Linked DNA regions of Mus musculus: all the other regions are linked to region 3. A link is a contact called in public Hi-C and promoter capture Hi-C data. All regions are on one chromosome and are shown on one strand. Each heading gives the region's core, a stretch centred on a gene start, on an enhancer-like site or on the middle of the called end of the contact. The rest is flanking DNA. Distances are from core to core; before and after follow the strand shown. Region 1 holds the start of Ttc4 (tetratricopeptide repeat domain 4). Region 2 holds the start of Eps15 (epidermal growth factor receptor pathway substrate 15). Region 3 holds the start of Czib (CXXC motif containing zinc binding protein). Region 4 holds the start of Osbpl9 (oxysterol binding protein-like 9). Region 5 holds the start of Nrd1 (nardilysin, N-arginine dibasic convertase, NRD convertase 1).

What was found. Promoter capture Hi-C pulls out the DNA fragments that hold promoters and counts their contacts. A called contact is a pair of places that touch in the nucleus more often than the background predicts. Capture Hi-C pulls out chosen DNA fragments and counts their contacts.
Region 1: a promoter capture Hi-C map of liver shows a contact between it and region 3, with 2.5 times the contacts expected there. The contact joins the promoter of Ttc4 here to the promoter of Czib in region 3. A contact is called at or near these places in 2 of 39 promoter capture datasets (erythroid cells and liver) and 1 of 484 Hi-C or Micro-C datasets (B cells).
Region 2: a contact with region 3 is called in a promoter capture Hi-C map of liver, with 3 times the contacts expected there. The contact joins the promoter of Eps15 here to the promoter of Czib in region 3. A contact is called at or near these places in 1 of 39 promoter capture datasets (cranial neural crest), 2 of 484 Hi-C or Micro-C datasets (B cells and regulatory T cells) and 2 of 9 other capture datasets (adipose tissue and liver).
Region 4: a contact with region 3 is called in a promoter capture Hi-C map of adipose tissue, with 2.8 times the contacts expected there. The contact joins the promoter of Osbpl9 here to the promoter of Czib in region 3. A contact is called at or near these places in 1 of 39 promoter capture datasets (pre-B cells) and 2 of 9 other capture datasets (adipose tissue and liver).
Region 5: a contact with region 3 is called in a Hi-C map of CD8 T cells, with 3 times the contacts expected there. The contact joins the promoter of Nrd1 here to the promoter of Czib in region 3. A contact is called at or near these places in 1 of 39 promoter capture datasets (pre-B cells) and 2 of 484 Hi-C or Micro-C datasets (CD4 T cells and CD8 T cells).

Annotation. Positions count from the first base shown.
Region 1 is chr4:106,677,552-106,680,251 of GRCm38.p6, reverse strand. It overlaps Ttc4 (tetratricopeptide repeat domain 4), which reads left to right and starts at 1,308. Exons shown (of 10, transcript NM_028209.2): 1 at 1,308-1,499; 2 at 1,950-2,067. The coding sequence starts at 1,389.
Region 2 is chr4:109,279,019-109,281,718 of GRCm38.p6, reverse strand. It overlaps Eps15 (epidermal growth factor receptor pathway substrate 15), which reads right to left and starts at 1,444. Exons shown (of 25, transcript NM_007943.3): 1 at 1,275-1,444. The coding sequence starts at 1,307. Gm40225 (a long non-coding RNA gene) reads left to right here and starts at 1,396. Exons shown (of 3, transcript XR_868003.2): 1 at 1,396-1,697.
Region 3 is chr4:107,888,563-107,891,262 of GRCm38.p6, reverse strand. It overlaps Czib (CXXC motif containing zinc binding protein), which reads right to left and starts at 1,437. Exons shown (of 8, transcript NM_001347160.1): 1 at 1,367-1,437; 2 at 1,061-1,144. The coding sequence starts at 1,372.
Region 4 is chr4:109,200,957-109,203,656 of GRCm38.p6, reverse strand. It overlaps Osbpl9 (oxysterol binding protein-like 9), which reads left to right and starts at 1,385. Exons shown (of 24, transcript NM_001368727.1): 1 at 1,385-1,552. The coding sequence starts at 1,442. Gm46867 (a long non-coding RNA gene) reads right to left here and starts at 1,464. Exons shown (of 3, transcript XR_001784406.1): 1 at 1,408-1,464.
Region 5 is chr4:108,999,390-109,002,089 of GRCm38.p6, reverse strand. It overlaps Nrd1 (nardilysin, N-arginine dibasic convertase, NRD convertase 1), which reads right to left and starts at 1,435. Exons shown (of 31, transcript NM_146150.3): 1 at 926-1,435. The coding sequence starts at 1,257.

The DNA.
Region 1 (2,700 bases), core at 59-2,558, 1.2 Mb after region 3:
AGGGAGTGAGGCGACTTCCCACCTATGACGTCATGCATATTCGGGAACCCTGGTCGCCGAGTCTCACCCTTGACTCGTCATCCGGTTTGCCTAACACTAATGCAAAAATATCCAGAGACATATTTGGTGTTGCCACCTGACAGTGTCAATGTTACTAACAGCTGTTGGGTAAAGAGCGGGTGTCAGGCACACTGTTAAATGCCTTACAGGACATTACAGGCAGGACAGCCCCCACATCCAAATGGTTCCCGGGTTGAAATTTTTCAGAGATGAGCTCAGCGGGAAGCATGGGGACTGTGGTATCCAGAGGTTGTGTGTGTCCGCTGGAATGACTTGCCAGACAAGAGACTTCTCAAGGAGGTTTGGAAAGATGACCACATCTGGTCATCTGTGGGTGCAAAGGTACCCTCAGGTACATGGGACCCTCTTCAAAGTCCCAGTGAGAGGGAACCTGGAAAAAGAGGAGAGATGCAAGGGCCAGGTCCTAAGGCCATGGAGACTGCTGAGGAGGTAGGGGCAGTGGGGAGGCATGGTGGGGGTGCTGAGAAGAGAGATATATGAGCAGATGTCAACTTCAGAAAACTCTTCGTGGGATGTAGGGACCCCGGGGCAAGGCTGGTGGGGCGAAAGATCAATGCAGCTGTACTGAACAAGAACCTGTTACTAGTCAGTAGTGGTGAATGTGTCAATAATCACAGCCCAAGGATTCTACCTGTGGGCATACATCTCGGGGTAATTTTCCCATGGGCCTATGGGGGTATCTGTGAAGACCTCTGTTGTTGTAGTATCCATGAGGTGAGCAGGCAGGCTGGGCACCCATCCTTGTAGGGTAAGCCACATGGAGTTTCACATGTAGTTATAGGTTGTAGGGGTGTATGGGGACCTCAAACCTTGTGCTGCGTGAAGAAAAAAAAAGTATTTGTATGCTCAAAAGTTTTGTTTTGTTTGAAATAGGGTCTTGCTATATAGTCTAGACTGGTCTTGAACTTATGGTTCTCCTATTAAACCTAAGTGCTAGGATTACAGACAAATATCATGTGGCCTGGCTACGAAGTCATCTTTTGAGAACATTTATAGAAAAGACATAAAAGCATCAGGGTTGGAGAGTGGAGATGAAGAGTTTAGATACAAAAGGGAGTTAACCTAACCACGCCCCAAAGCGAGGAGACTAGAGGCCAGGCAAACTCTGCAATGGATGGGTGGGGCTGGGCGAGAGGGAAAGCGCGGAGTCAGGCCACACCTCCAGGCAGGCCACGCCCCCAGGCCGGCGGAACCCGAGAGGCATAGCCTCGCGCAGCCCGGACTGCAAAAGGAAGGGCATCCCTGCCGCCGGAAGGAGCGGCGCGTTTCTTGGTCCCGGGACTGAAGCGCCGAAGTTGCGAGCTGCCATGGAGAGTTCTGAGCCTGAGCCTACAGAGGACGCTTCCATGGACGCGTTCCTGGAAAAGTTTCAGAGCCAGCCTTACCGCGGCGGCTTCCGCGAGGATCAGTGGGAGGAGGTGGGCGGCGCCGGGGGCTTCTGGGGTAGGAGCTTGGTCCTCGAGGCTTGGTCACTGGTAGAAACCGTCCGCCTCGAGGTTTTGCGTATAAGTTGACTGCGTTTAAGACCACGGGGGTTTTGCAGGCAGTCCTGTCACACACCACCACCAGGCTCTACTACCAGGGGTCCCTTAGTTGTTTTACTGCAGCACCCAGGTTAGGGTAAACTTGAAAGGAGATGGTGAAGGTGGTCAGGAACGCGACAGCGCCTAGTTGAAGGTGATTGCTACCACCCATGGAGAGCGTTGGAAATCAGGATCCCACATTTAACACCTGAGAAACTGGATGTCTAGCTCCAGCCAATCCTTAGGATTTGCATATCATGCTCAGCGAGGAAAAAACTTTATGATGTCGTGTCCTGGGATTGGATCTAATCAGTAGACAACGCTAATTGTTCTTTTAAATTCTAGGAATTTGACAAGATTCCCCTATTTATGAAAAAAGCGCCATCAGAAATTGACCCCGAGGAGTTTCCTGACTTGGCCTGCCTCCAGTCGATGATTTTTGATGATGATCGATATCCAGAAGGTATCTTACTGTCACCCAGCACTTCTTTTGTGTCCTTGTTGAGTTGAGCGAAAGTATTATGGCTAACATGTCAGTGTTGACTCCACACATTCTCCTTTGGATGCCTTCTAAGTAAATGTGTACAGTTCCAAGCCCCAGAGGCCTGACTTGGATGAAAAGCCTGATTGCCCTAACAAATCAGGAAGGGTGTGTGATGAGTGCCACGAGGTCCACCACTACTGTAGTACCAGAGAGAGGAGGGGGATTGCTTTTCAGTGAATGACACAATGTAAGAAAAGGAGCAGTGTAATTTTCTCAATAGAAATTAAAGTCCTTCAAAAACTGAGATAAATGTGTGTGTGTGTATGTGTATCTGGAAATTGAACCCAGAATCTCACATATGCTGGGTAAGTGAGCTATATCCCCCCTTCGTAAAACTGTTTGTGTGTGTGTATACGTGTGTACATACTTACAGAGATCAGTGGCTAGCCTTGTGAGGTGGATTCTTTCTTACCATTTCACATGTTCCTCAGGTCAAGCTCAGGTTGTCAAGCTTAGGGGCCAGTGCCTTTACCTGTTTAGCCATTTCTCTAGACCATCTTTAATTCCCCTTTTTAAAACAGCACTTATAGCTGGATGGTGGCCATGCATGCC
Region 2 (2,700 bases), core at 195-2,694, 1.4 Mb before region 3:
AGGAAGAAGGATCCAAAATCAAGGTCATTCTTGATATTCTTGATTACATAGTGAGTTCAAAGCCAGCTTGATCTATTTGAGACCCTGTCTCAAAATAAATAAGTAAATAAAATTTCCACCCTGGCTCCTGGGGAAAATACTTTTTTATCTCCAAGTTCTTGGAAAGAAACACCTCAAAACCTCTTTATCATAACATAGAAATAATCTATTACCCAAACACATGCCCTACCTTATAAGTACAGGCAAATCTAGGCCAAGGAGACAAGATGGCAGGGAGCTATCACAGGGCAGGCTGATAGGCTGAGGTGGGCTTATACCAGGGAGTACACAGCCCCCAGCTATGGAGAAGGCAAACTTCTGGGCAGTGAAGATGAAAGGGACTGGCAGGTGTTTGGTACCTCATCCCTCCTGGGTGTCTTGAGATGACTACGCTTGGTTTTACAGAAACGGAGAACTCAGGTTCTCCTAAGTGAGTGATGTTTAGATGTATCCCTCGAGGATGGGGCTCTGAAGGAAGAGAACATTTTAATAATGATGATGATGATAAAGAGGCGAGACTCCGAGAACAGACTCCGAGAACAGCTTTTGGTCGAGATCGTCCCAGGACAAAGTTATCTCCCCGGTGGTTCCGGGCACCAGGGAGGAAAGAGGCGCCCCACCTGCAGAAGGCTGGCACCATGACCCCTCGGACGACGATCAGAGACGGCGCCCTCGCGGGTGGGAAAGTCTGCAAGGGGATCTGAGCAGAAGTGAGTGGGTCAAGTGCCCGGACAGGATGCGACTTCTGGAAGCCAGGCTGACTTGAGGGAACTGAGGGGAACTCGGCAGTCGTCGCTCCCGCGGACCGGAGCAGAGCGAAGCTGAGGGAACCCTGCCCCGCCGAAGTCGAGCCTCGCATCGCCCGCGGCCGCTGTCTAGCGTGAGCCCCACCGGAGCTCACCTGGCGGCCGTCAGGCCCGGAGGAGAAACTTGCCGAGAAGGTGAGCGCCGACGGGACCTGGAGGAGAGCGGCGCGGAGACCCGCGGCGGGGGCGGCGGCCGGGTGGGAGCCGCGCGGGGCGGAGCCGAGAGCCCGGCGACCCGGGGCGGGGGTGCGGCGGCCCCGGCTCGCCGCTCCCGCTCCGACTCGGGATGGCGCCCGCACTCCTCACACGCGCTCCCACCGTGCGGCCCGAGGGCAGCCGCCGCGCCAGCGCCCCAGAGCGGTGGAGGGGGGGAGGGAGGGCCGGGGAACCCCGGCGGGTCGAGCCGGGCCGACCGGCGGGCGGCGTTACCTGTGTCAGGGAGAGCTGGGCTGCCGCAGCCATGGTGTTTCCATCATGCACGGGAGGGGAAGGAAGGACGGACGGACGGGGGCCCGGGGCGGGAAGGAGGCGGAGGGACAGGCCGTAGGCGAGGCCGGCGGCCGGGCGTCTCCCCGAACTTCGACAACTTCCCTCCTCACGCCGCCCCGCCCCGCCCCGCCCCGCCGGCCTCACAGGCCGTGGCGGCGCGCAAAGCCCGGAGCGGGAGTCTGAGCCGCGGAACCAGGCCCTGACCCCGGCCTCCCTGGAAAACCCGGTGCGGATAGGGCTCTGGGGTGGACGGTCAGCGGAGGCGGCGCCACAGAGACCTGAGTTTAGGCAGGTCACCCACCATCCTTCTTCCTGGGCTGCTGTTTTCTGTAAAGTGCGGGGAGAAATTAGAACCATGTCCAGGTGGGTTGTGGGAACTAAAAAAGTAATGGTACTAAGTAATGACAGGAGCGGTTTAGTAGTAATAACATTAAATAATTCTGATTGTGTGTGATTCTGCACTAAATGCTTTTGTTTGTTTGCTGTTTGTTTAAAACAAGGTCTCTCTCTGTGTAGCCATGGCTATCCCGAAGCTCACTGTATAGATCAGGCTGGCCTCAAACTCACAGAGATCCACTTCCCTCTGCCTCCAGAGTGCTGGGATTAAGGAGATGTACCACTACTCCAGGCCTAAATACTTTTTTAAAAAATTGTGTGAATAGGGGATTTGAAACAGAAAGAAGTTATACAAATGAGGATGGTGAAAGCCAGCCAGGCATGGTGGCACATACCTTTAATCTCTGAGAGTTCCATGCCAGCCTGCTCTACATAGTGAGTTCAAGGACACATAGTAAGGCCCTGACTGAAATAAAAAGAAAAGGGCCTCCCCGAAAAGAAAAAACAAAACAAAACAAAACAACTCTCTTACCCGAAGTTTAAAAACTAACTAGAAAGCTGGATTACAAATCTTTCTACCTGCTATCACATTAAGAAGGCATGTAAATCCTTCTAAAGTAAAAATCTTGGGAGCAAGAAGGAACTGCTTGCCTTGCCTGCTCCCTGTCCTGCCTAGACTGTTTAATTTAAAAAAAAAAAAAAAAAAAAAAAAAAAAAGCAGGTGTAGGGCCACAGTGGAGTTCAGAGGTACAGTGAGTGCATAAAGTCCCATCTCAAATTCTTTTTTTTTTTTTTGTCTGGTTGGTTGGTTGGTTTTGGTTTTGGTTTTTTGAGACAGGGTTTCTCTGTATAGCTCTGGCTGTCCTGGAACTCACTCTGTAGACCAGGCTGGCCTTGAACTCAGAAATCTGCCTGCCTCAGCCTCCCAAGTGCTGAGATTAAAGGAATGTGCCACCAGTGCCCGGTTCCTCTCAAATTCCTTTTTGTCATAAATGCCACCTCTTGACAGAGTATTGTCTCTCCAAACTAG
Region 3 (2,700 bases), core at 188-2,687:
CCTCTAGACCCATCCTATCTTCTAGGGGATTCTTACAGCATCCAATAGGGACATGAGCCGATTTATCTCCAAGTAAGAACAAGGTGTTTCTGATGTTGGCACCCCTGCCCTCCTCTAGAATCTGTGCCATTTGGCTGGGGACTCCAGGTTGTCTCAAGCCCCCAGCAACTCTGCTGGTTGGTTCTGTGCTTAGGGGTCCTGAGTCTGGGGTTAACGGGTTGTCATTTTGTTTCTGTTTCTCTCTCCTTTGTTATTCTGTGTTTCTTCAAGTCAAAGTTCTTCAGATGGGCCCTGGAACTCCTGCTCCAAACATTTTGAAATAGGAGCTGTGGGTGCGATGGTGTTGCACTTGTCTAGTGCTGGGGCGGGGGTGGCGGAATAAGAGTGATCAGTTATGGCTTTGGTTGGGTATGTGAGGCACTGAGATAGACTAGGAGAATAAAGCACAGCCTGGGACGATGAAGGGTGTCACACTGTTTGGGCCTCTAGGGCAGGGTACCTACCCAGTTTACTAGCACTGTGTGAGGTCAAAGGGTGGCCAACTTTCCCAATAAGTAAAGCCAGCAAATAAAACAAGGTGGGTTTATTCACTATATTAAGTAAGCACAGGGTCCCTTCAAATGATATTTTGTTCCGTGTATGTTTATAAACTAAGAGCTGGAAGGATTTCACATCAGGAGAGTGCTAGCGTGAGGCCCCAAATTCAGATATACCCGCCAGAACAGAAGAGGGATAAAACCACAAAACTCCACCGTGTGAGGAGGCCGAACATCTGTAATCCTAGTAAGAAGATCAGGAGTTCAAAGTCATCCCTCGCTACATAAAGAGCGCAAGGCCAGCCTAGATTACATAAGACTAACGTTTAATCAATAAAAATAAAATCTAAAATTCCATCCTGAAGATCTCACTTAGATGCCTGGTTAAGCACCTCAGACCCGGTGGAACTTTTAGAAAAGCTCCCAGTTCAACACTGTGATCAAGGCTGGGCCCTGAGCCCTAAGATGCCCCACTGCCTCCGGATGCTCCTCCCTTCCCTAGAGGAACCCGCCTTCCGTCGCACCTTCAGGTACCACCGGAAGTCCTCGCCCACTGGCCGAAGGTTCGTGACGTTCTCCAGCGTGGCTTTGAGCTGCAGTGCGATTTTCTGAGAAGAGGGCGGGACACGCTGAGTGCAAGGCCTCGTCCGCTCAGCTGCGTGCCACGCCCCACCCCGCCCCTCCCGACTCAAGCCCCGCCACCCGAGCCTCACGCCTTCCATTCTCTCCTGCTCTGAGCTCGCCACTCTGAGCCCCTCGCCGCCTCGGACCCATCTCTCACTGGGCTACTACCAGACGGGATGCCCCAATGGCGACTAGCCTCTCCTTACCCCCATAGCTGCCGGTCCACGTTAAGTCGCTGCGACAGCTGCTTTCCGACCCGTCGTAAAAGGCCGGCGTCGCCGCGCAGCCTCAGTGCGGGTGGGCGGGGAGCGGGGCGTTAGTGAGTGGTACTGTAGGCTGGCGTTTTCTAGCTTGTCCCTCCTTAACCTGCCGGGCTCGGCTGTTTTCGGTAGGTTTGCTGGAACCGATGTAAACGCAAATGCCAGAGATGGTTCCTGATTCTCAATCTGTGCCTTCACTGAGCAGGCAAGATAGTCGGGCTGGAAACCTCTGCCAGACCTCTCTAGGCTCTCGGTTCTCTATCCGACTTCTCACTACCTGTGGTCCTGAGGCTCAGATTACGCTGCAGCCTCCCAGATGATGGGTAGTCGCCCTCTAAACTGCCCACTGGATGTACACGATTTGATGCTGCGACTTTTCCCACAGGGTTGCCCTGTGTCCATGTCCTCGTGGTAGCTATGCCTGAACAGAGCTGACTTTCCCCCACCTTAGTCATATATTTAACCGACACTGCAGGAGCTGGGAGCACCAACATTCGAAAACATGCCCCATTTTTATTTTTTAGAGACAGGGTTTCTCTGTGTAATTATAGCCCTGGCTCTCCTAGACTCGCTTTGTAGACCTGGCTGGCCTCGAACTCAAAAGAGATCCACCTGCCTCTGCCTCTCGAATGCTGGGATTAAAGGCGTGTGTCACCATGCTTGGCTCCCACTTTTATGGCCCAGTCTTTTTAAATTTTATTTTGGTTTTGGCAGGTAGTATGTATGTGCTCCACATGCATGCAGCTCCCACCAAGGCTAAAAGAGGGCACCATAAATAACCCTCTTGTACCCTCCCCCCCCTCAGCCTGAAACCTGGCTGAACAGGTTTCACTGATAGCACGAAGAGAGCATGGGGGGGGGGGTTGGAGCCTGCCACCTTATCGTTCTACCACTCCCACTGCTACTGCCTGCCGCCTAGCAGTTCCGGAGTTAATCAAGTTGTCACCTGAAACTGGACTCCAAGGATGATTTGGCGGGAATGGGTTCCTTCCCCTTCTTCATAAACCAGTGCCTGGGAATAGTAAAATTGAACCTTGAGCAGACTAGTTGTCTTGGTTCCATTCTCTCTCCCGCCGCCTAGCTCCCTCTTCTCTTCCAGATTCCAAGATGCCTCCCAGGCTAGAACCCAGACATGTGAGCCGGCCGCAACACTCTGTGACACACTGATAGAGCCACCCTATGGATGTTAGGAACAGAAATGAGGTCATCTACTACAGCAGCAAGTTCTCTTAACCGCTGAGCCATCCCCCTGCCTGTTGGACACCACCAGACTGGTCTTT
Region 4 (2,700 bases), core at 136-2,635, 1.3 Mb before region 3:
GCTTAATCACATCCTGTAATAAATCCCACTCTGTGTGTGTGTGTATATCTATCGATCTCTCTATATATACACAAATATATTCATTCTGTAAGTATTTTTACTCTAAAGATCCCTGACTAATATAGCAGGGGTAGAATGTTCTCCTGGCATGCACAAAGCCCTAGATTTTTCTCTACAGTAAAACAACAAAACAAAACAAGAAGTATATGAGTTCTTTTTGCCTGCATGCATATCTGTGTACTACATACATGTCTGGGGCCAGGGAGGCCAAAAGAGGATCACTGGGTTCTTCTTCCCCTTCTTTTTCTAGATTTATTTATTTATTTTATGTATGTGAGTACACAGTTGGTCTTCAGACACACCAGAAGAGGGAATCAGATCTCATTACAAATGGTTGTGAGCCACCCTGTGGTTGCTGGGAATTGAACTCAGGACCTCTGCAAGAGCAGTCAGTGCTTACCCGATGATGAGCCATCTCTCCAGCTTTCCCAATCACTAGGTTCTTAAATATAGAATTCTTTGGCCAGGTGTGGTGGCTCTCACCTTTAACCCAAGCCCAGAAGCAGACAGATCTCTGTGAGTTAGAGGACAGCCTGGTCTACCTATATATAGCAAATACCAGAACAGCCAAGGCTGCAAAAGAGACTCTGTCTCCAAAAAAAAAAAAAAAAAAAAAAAAAAACAAAAAACCCAACAAAACTTATGTTACAATTTAAAAAAAAGTTTTATGTAGCACCCACTACTCTCAAACTCATTATGTAGTCAAGGATTATCTTGAACTTACAAAAAAAAAATTTAGTTTTAGTTATATGTACTTTAGTGAGTATGTCTGAGTGGGGTGGGAATATTTGCTCCTAAGTGCTGGTACCCTCAGTTCTGATGGCCTGGAGTTACAGGCAGTTGTGTGCTCCCCTACCCTCCAGATCCTCTTGAAGATGTTTTTCTCTTATTCTCTCTGTCTGTCTGTCTCTCCCTCCCTCCCTTACACCCACCTCTAAACCCCCCTCCCCTCCGTCTCTCTGTCCCCCCACTCCCCTTTTCTCCTTCTCTCCTTTTTTTCTTTTCTTTTTTTTGTCAGTCTTACTTAGCTGAGTCTGGCTTTGAACTACCGATCCTCTGGTCTCCCAAGTGCTGGGATTACAGGTATCCACCTTCACGCCTGTTTTGGATAAATAATCTAAATATTCACGCTCGCTTTCTCAGTTTTCTGCCTCCATAACAGCCCGCCCTATACACAATAGGCGAAGAGAGAAAGAAACAAAGCATGCTTGACTAGGATTGCCAGGGGCGTGGGTCCACCAGCTGCACAGAGGAGCCGCACCTGGCCCCGCCCACTCACGCCCTGGTCCCGCCTAGGCTCTCGGAGACCCCGCCCCCTGCATGCCGAATGCCATATAGGCGACTGACGTCAGGCCGTTTGTTGTCATTGGCGGCTCCCAAGATGGCGTCCATCGTGGAAGGGCCGCTGAGCAAATGGACTAACGTGATGAAGGGATGGCAGTATCGTTGGTTCGTGCTGGACTACAATGCAGGGCTGCTCTCCTACTACACGGTGAGTGGCTGAGGCCGCGCTGCTGGGACGGCGAGCTACGCGGAGCCGGGGCGGGGGTGCTCCGCTGAGAGACCGCCGTACGCGAGGTTCCCTTGTGGAGGAGGGCTTTGCGTGCGGGTAGCCAATGACCAGAAGGGAGATGCGGACCCAGCCAGTGAGCAGCGCCGGCCGGCTGATTTATGGGCCGGGGGCGAGCCGGGTGTCTCAGGGAGTGGTTCTGTGACTAGGTAGGGTCTGCGCTGAGACGAGGTACGGGTGGGCGTAGTCCCGGTGTGGCAGGTCAGCCTAGCTGTCCACACTGTGCGTCTCTCCTGTCCCCAGCCCGGGCACTGGCCGCACCCCTTAGCTTCCCTCCAGGGCTCGAAGAGCGCTGCCTTCTCGGAGCAGTGGTCAGAGGAACCTGGCCAGGTCCAAAGGTGACCCGCGTCCACACCGTGGGCTCTGAAATCCCATCAGTCTGTCCAGCAAGGCTGTCCTACTGTGGGGATGCACCCCTCTTTCCAGCGGGGCACGAGTGTAACGGACTCCGTAACTTTTGAGAGCAGAGGATTCCCTCTGCGCGAGTCTTCTGGTTGCGGAGATGTAGAAAGAGATGGTGCAGTTGCCCTGAAAGTTGTGTTCTGGAGAGGACCGACTTCGCTGTTGTTGACGCGAGTTAGTGGCCCAGGGTAGGTAGATGAAATGCTGTGGAGCCTATGTTCTGACCGCCTCTTCCACCTCCTTCGCATTAGAAATGGAAGGTGGGCGGTGTTGGAGAAATTACTAACGGGGCCACTTTCTTTGAGCTGTATTGTTAATAATAGCCCGTGAGAAGAAGAAAAGCACCCAGAAGGACAAAATATAGAATGTCTTGAAGGCTTTAGAAAATGATAGAAGAAAAACGAAGAAATACGATTATGGGAGAAGAGTTAGTGTGGATGAGGGAAGTAGGGACACATAGTTATTCATTCATTTAAAAATATCATTGAGTTCCTGTCCTGCGGGTCTTCATTCCAGCAAGAATCGACAGCTGTGTAGACGCTGCCTCTCTTCTCGAGCTTTTAGTGTAGTCTAGTGGGCACCTTAATTCATTTACTCTTAATAAATTTGCAAGGTAGGTATTCATTATTCCCATTTAATGCTCCCATTTTACAGTTTTGGAATCTGAG
Region 5 (2,700 bases), core at 186-2,685, 1.1 Mb before region 3:
CTGGCTTTTGAGTCGGATGGGTAGTTTCATACAAGCTCCAATACTATTTAGCTGTCTAATTCTGAGTGTGTTTCAACGTCTTCAACCAGGAAAACTAAGCTGTAAGATAATAGAAACTATTTCAAATACAAGATATTTTATGAAACAAAGTAACTCTTAAGTTTATTCAGGTGGGGGATTGAGTCACCATTCATTCATTCATTACACATGATTGAAACATTGTATAAAATGGGATCTTACACGCCTACCATTCATACAACTGAGGCCCAAGATATCTCTAATACGTTTTGGAAGAAGTCATCTAGCTAAGCCATTCTAGTTGTGGCTAGCTACCCATGGTTACAAGCCACTCCATCTCAGGCTAGCTAAGAGAGGTAAACAGGAGTGATAATTACGAAAAGGGTGATGTAAAGTTCTTTTATTAAAACCACAGCATCCTTTTCGTAATTTTCACTCTGTTTTACCTCTCTTTACTCATACACCTTTGGATTGAGACTGAACAAAAATAACACACACACACACACACACACACACACACACACACACACATCTCAAATATCCTCTCCGCCAAAATTCAGAATCACTAACTGTCAAGCTTTCCTTACCAACCCTCCTCCCCTTTACCATCCATCCTGTCTTCCTCATGGAAACCTTAATTCTTGCTTTAATATAAGTCAAAAATAGCCGGGCAGTGGCGGCGGATACCTTTAATCCCAGCATTTGAGAGGCAGAGGCAAGCAGATCTCTGAGTTAAAGGCCAGCCTCGTCTACTCCAAATTGCCCTGGCCGCCTCACCCAAACACACATTTGGGATGGGAAGTAGTAACACCCTGTTGCTTCTCCGGGAGACATGGAGACCAGAAGTCACTACAGCACCAACCGAAGCCCGCACCCTGTTCTCCCCAGTCCGAGCCTCCTCCCTCACCGGTACTGCTTGGGATCGCTGGGAGACTTGATGATCTCAGGGTCCCCGACATTACTGAAAGACCGTCCCTCCTCCTCAGATTCATCCGCTCCTAGACGAGCAAGCCGGCCGCTCTCGCCCAAGTCCTGTCCATTGGGCTGCAGGTCCGGGCAACTGCAGGTGGACTTCGCCTTGTTTCTTCCAGGCATGGTCAGCGTAGGAAAGGGTTTCGATGATTCTTCGCACAGACCCCGTGCTTCGATTCGCCCCAGAGCCGTGAGCTCCCGCCCGGCCTCACACCGCAACTTCCTCCCGGTGACACAGACTGCAGCAACCGCGACTCTCCTCAGCATTCACCAGCAAGTCGTAGCGCTGGACATCCCGCTCCCCAGGCCCACCTCCTCCTCCTACACCTCCAGCCACTCCTCCTCCTCCGCGTCCCAGGGGCGACGGCGGCGGCCGGCGTTGTTGCTGCCCCAGCCGCTGGGGAGGACAGGCCTGAACCCCTCCTCCAACCCGGCCTCGCTCACACCGACTTTCTTCATCCCACCCTCCTGACAGCCGATGACGCTATGGACTCTAGCCAATCACAACGCACAACGGCCGTCACGTTTGCAGAAACAGCCAATGGGAGTAGGGGAAGCGAGAGACCAATAGAAATAGGCCGGGTTCCTGGCGCACCCAGAGAGCATTTCGAAACCTGACGTGGGCGGGGCGAAGGAAAAGAGGCGGAGGATGATGGGAGAAGTCTTGCTGCGATTGTGACGTGCGTCCGTAGCTGTTTTTAGGAAAACCGCGTAGCGCTCCGTGTCTGAGAAAATATTCCCCAGCGAGAAAACACAGAAGTGAGTCGCGATAGTGGATGCTGATCTTCTTCACCCACTTGCGGTGTATTTTTTGCACTCTATTCTTAGAGTGACTCAGCGGGTCTCTTTTTTAAAAGAGCAGAGCACCGGAAGTCTTTTCCCACCCTATCCCGAGATGGATGCAGTGCTTGTGGGTCACTAAGCACCGGAAATAACAATTGCATCTTTCCATCCTGTAGGCTGCCAAACCATTGGTGCTTTTCACGCTCCAGATCTGTTTCAATATGCTCACTCTTGTATGCGAATTGTTTATTTTTTTAAGCTTCCACACCCTGGAGTAGTCCTCAGCCTACCTTTAAGTTTGGCCAACTTTTACTGAAAAGCAAGAACATGTTAGGCTACTAACCTCAAGTAACTTTCCCAAGCTTTTTGTTTTTGTTTTTGCCAATGCTTTTGCAGCGACTGGAACAGACACAATATAAAATAAAAAGCAGTTGACCAGATAACAATAAAAAGCTGATAGACACCATTGAATGAGATCATACCACATGGAAGAGATAAACGAAATGAATATGAGTAAACAACAACAACAACAAAAAGACTTTAAGCCGATAGATACATTAGTGGTTGTCTTTCCTGCCTCTGAACCTTTGTGTGGCTGAAGATAAAGCCATACACAAAACAAATCGTTGCCGGTGTGGTAGTCCACACCTTGAATCTCAAGCACTCAGGGAGACAGAGGCAGGTGAATCTCTTTAAGTTCAGGGCCAGCCTGGTTTACAAAGCAGTTCCAAGCCAGCCATGTCTACCTACTAAGACCGTCTCAAAAACAACAAAAAATCCTTGGCTTGAAGTTTAGTTTCTTATGGGAAGAAACTGACCATAAATAATACATTAAAAAAAAAAAACAATAAATGCTAAGACTACAAAACAGGGTAGGAAGACAAAGTATTGAAGAGGATACATGAACTGGGGCAGAAGTATTTGAAA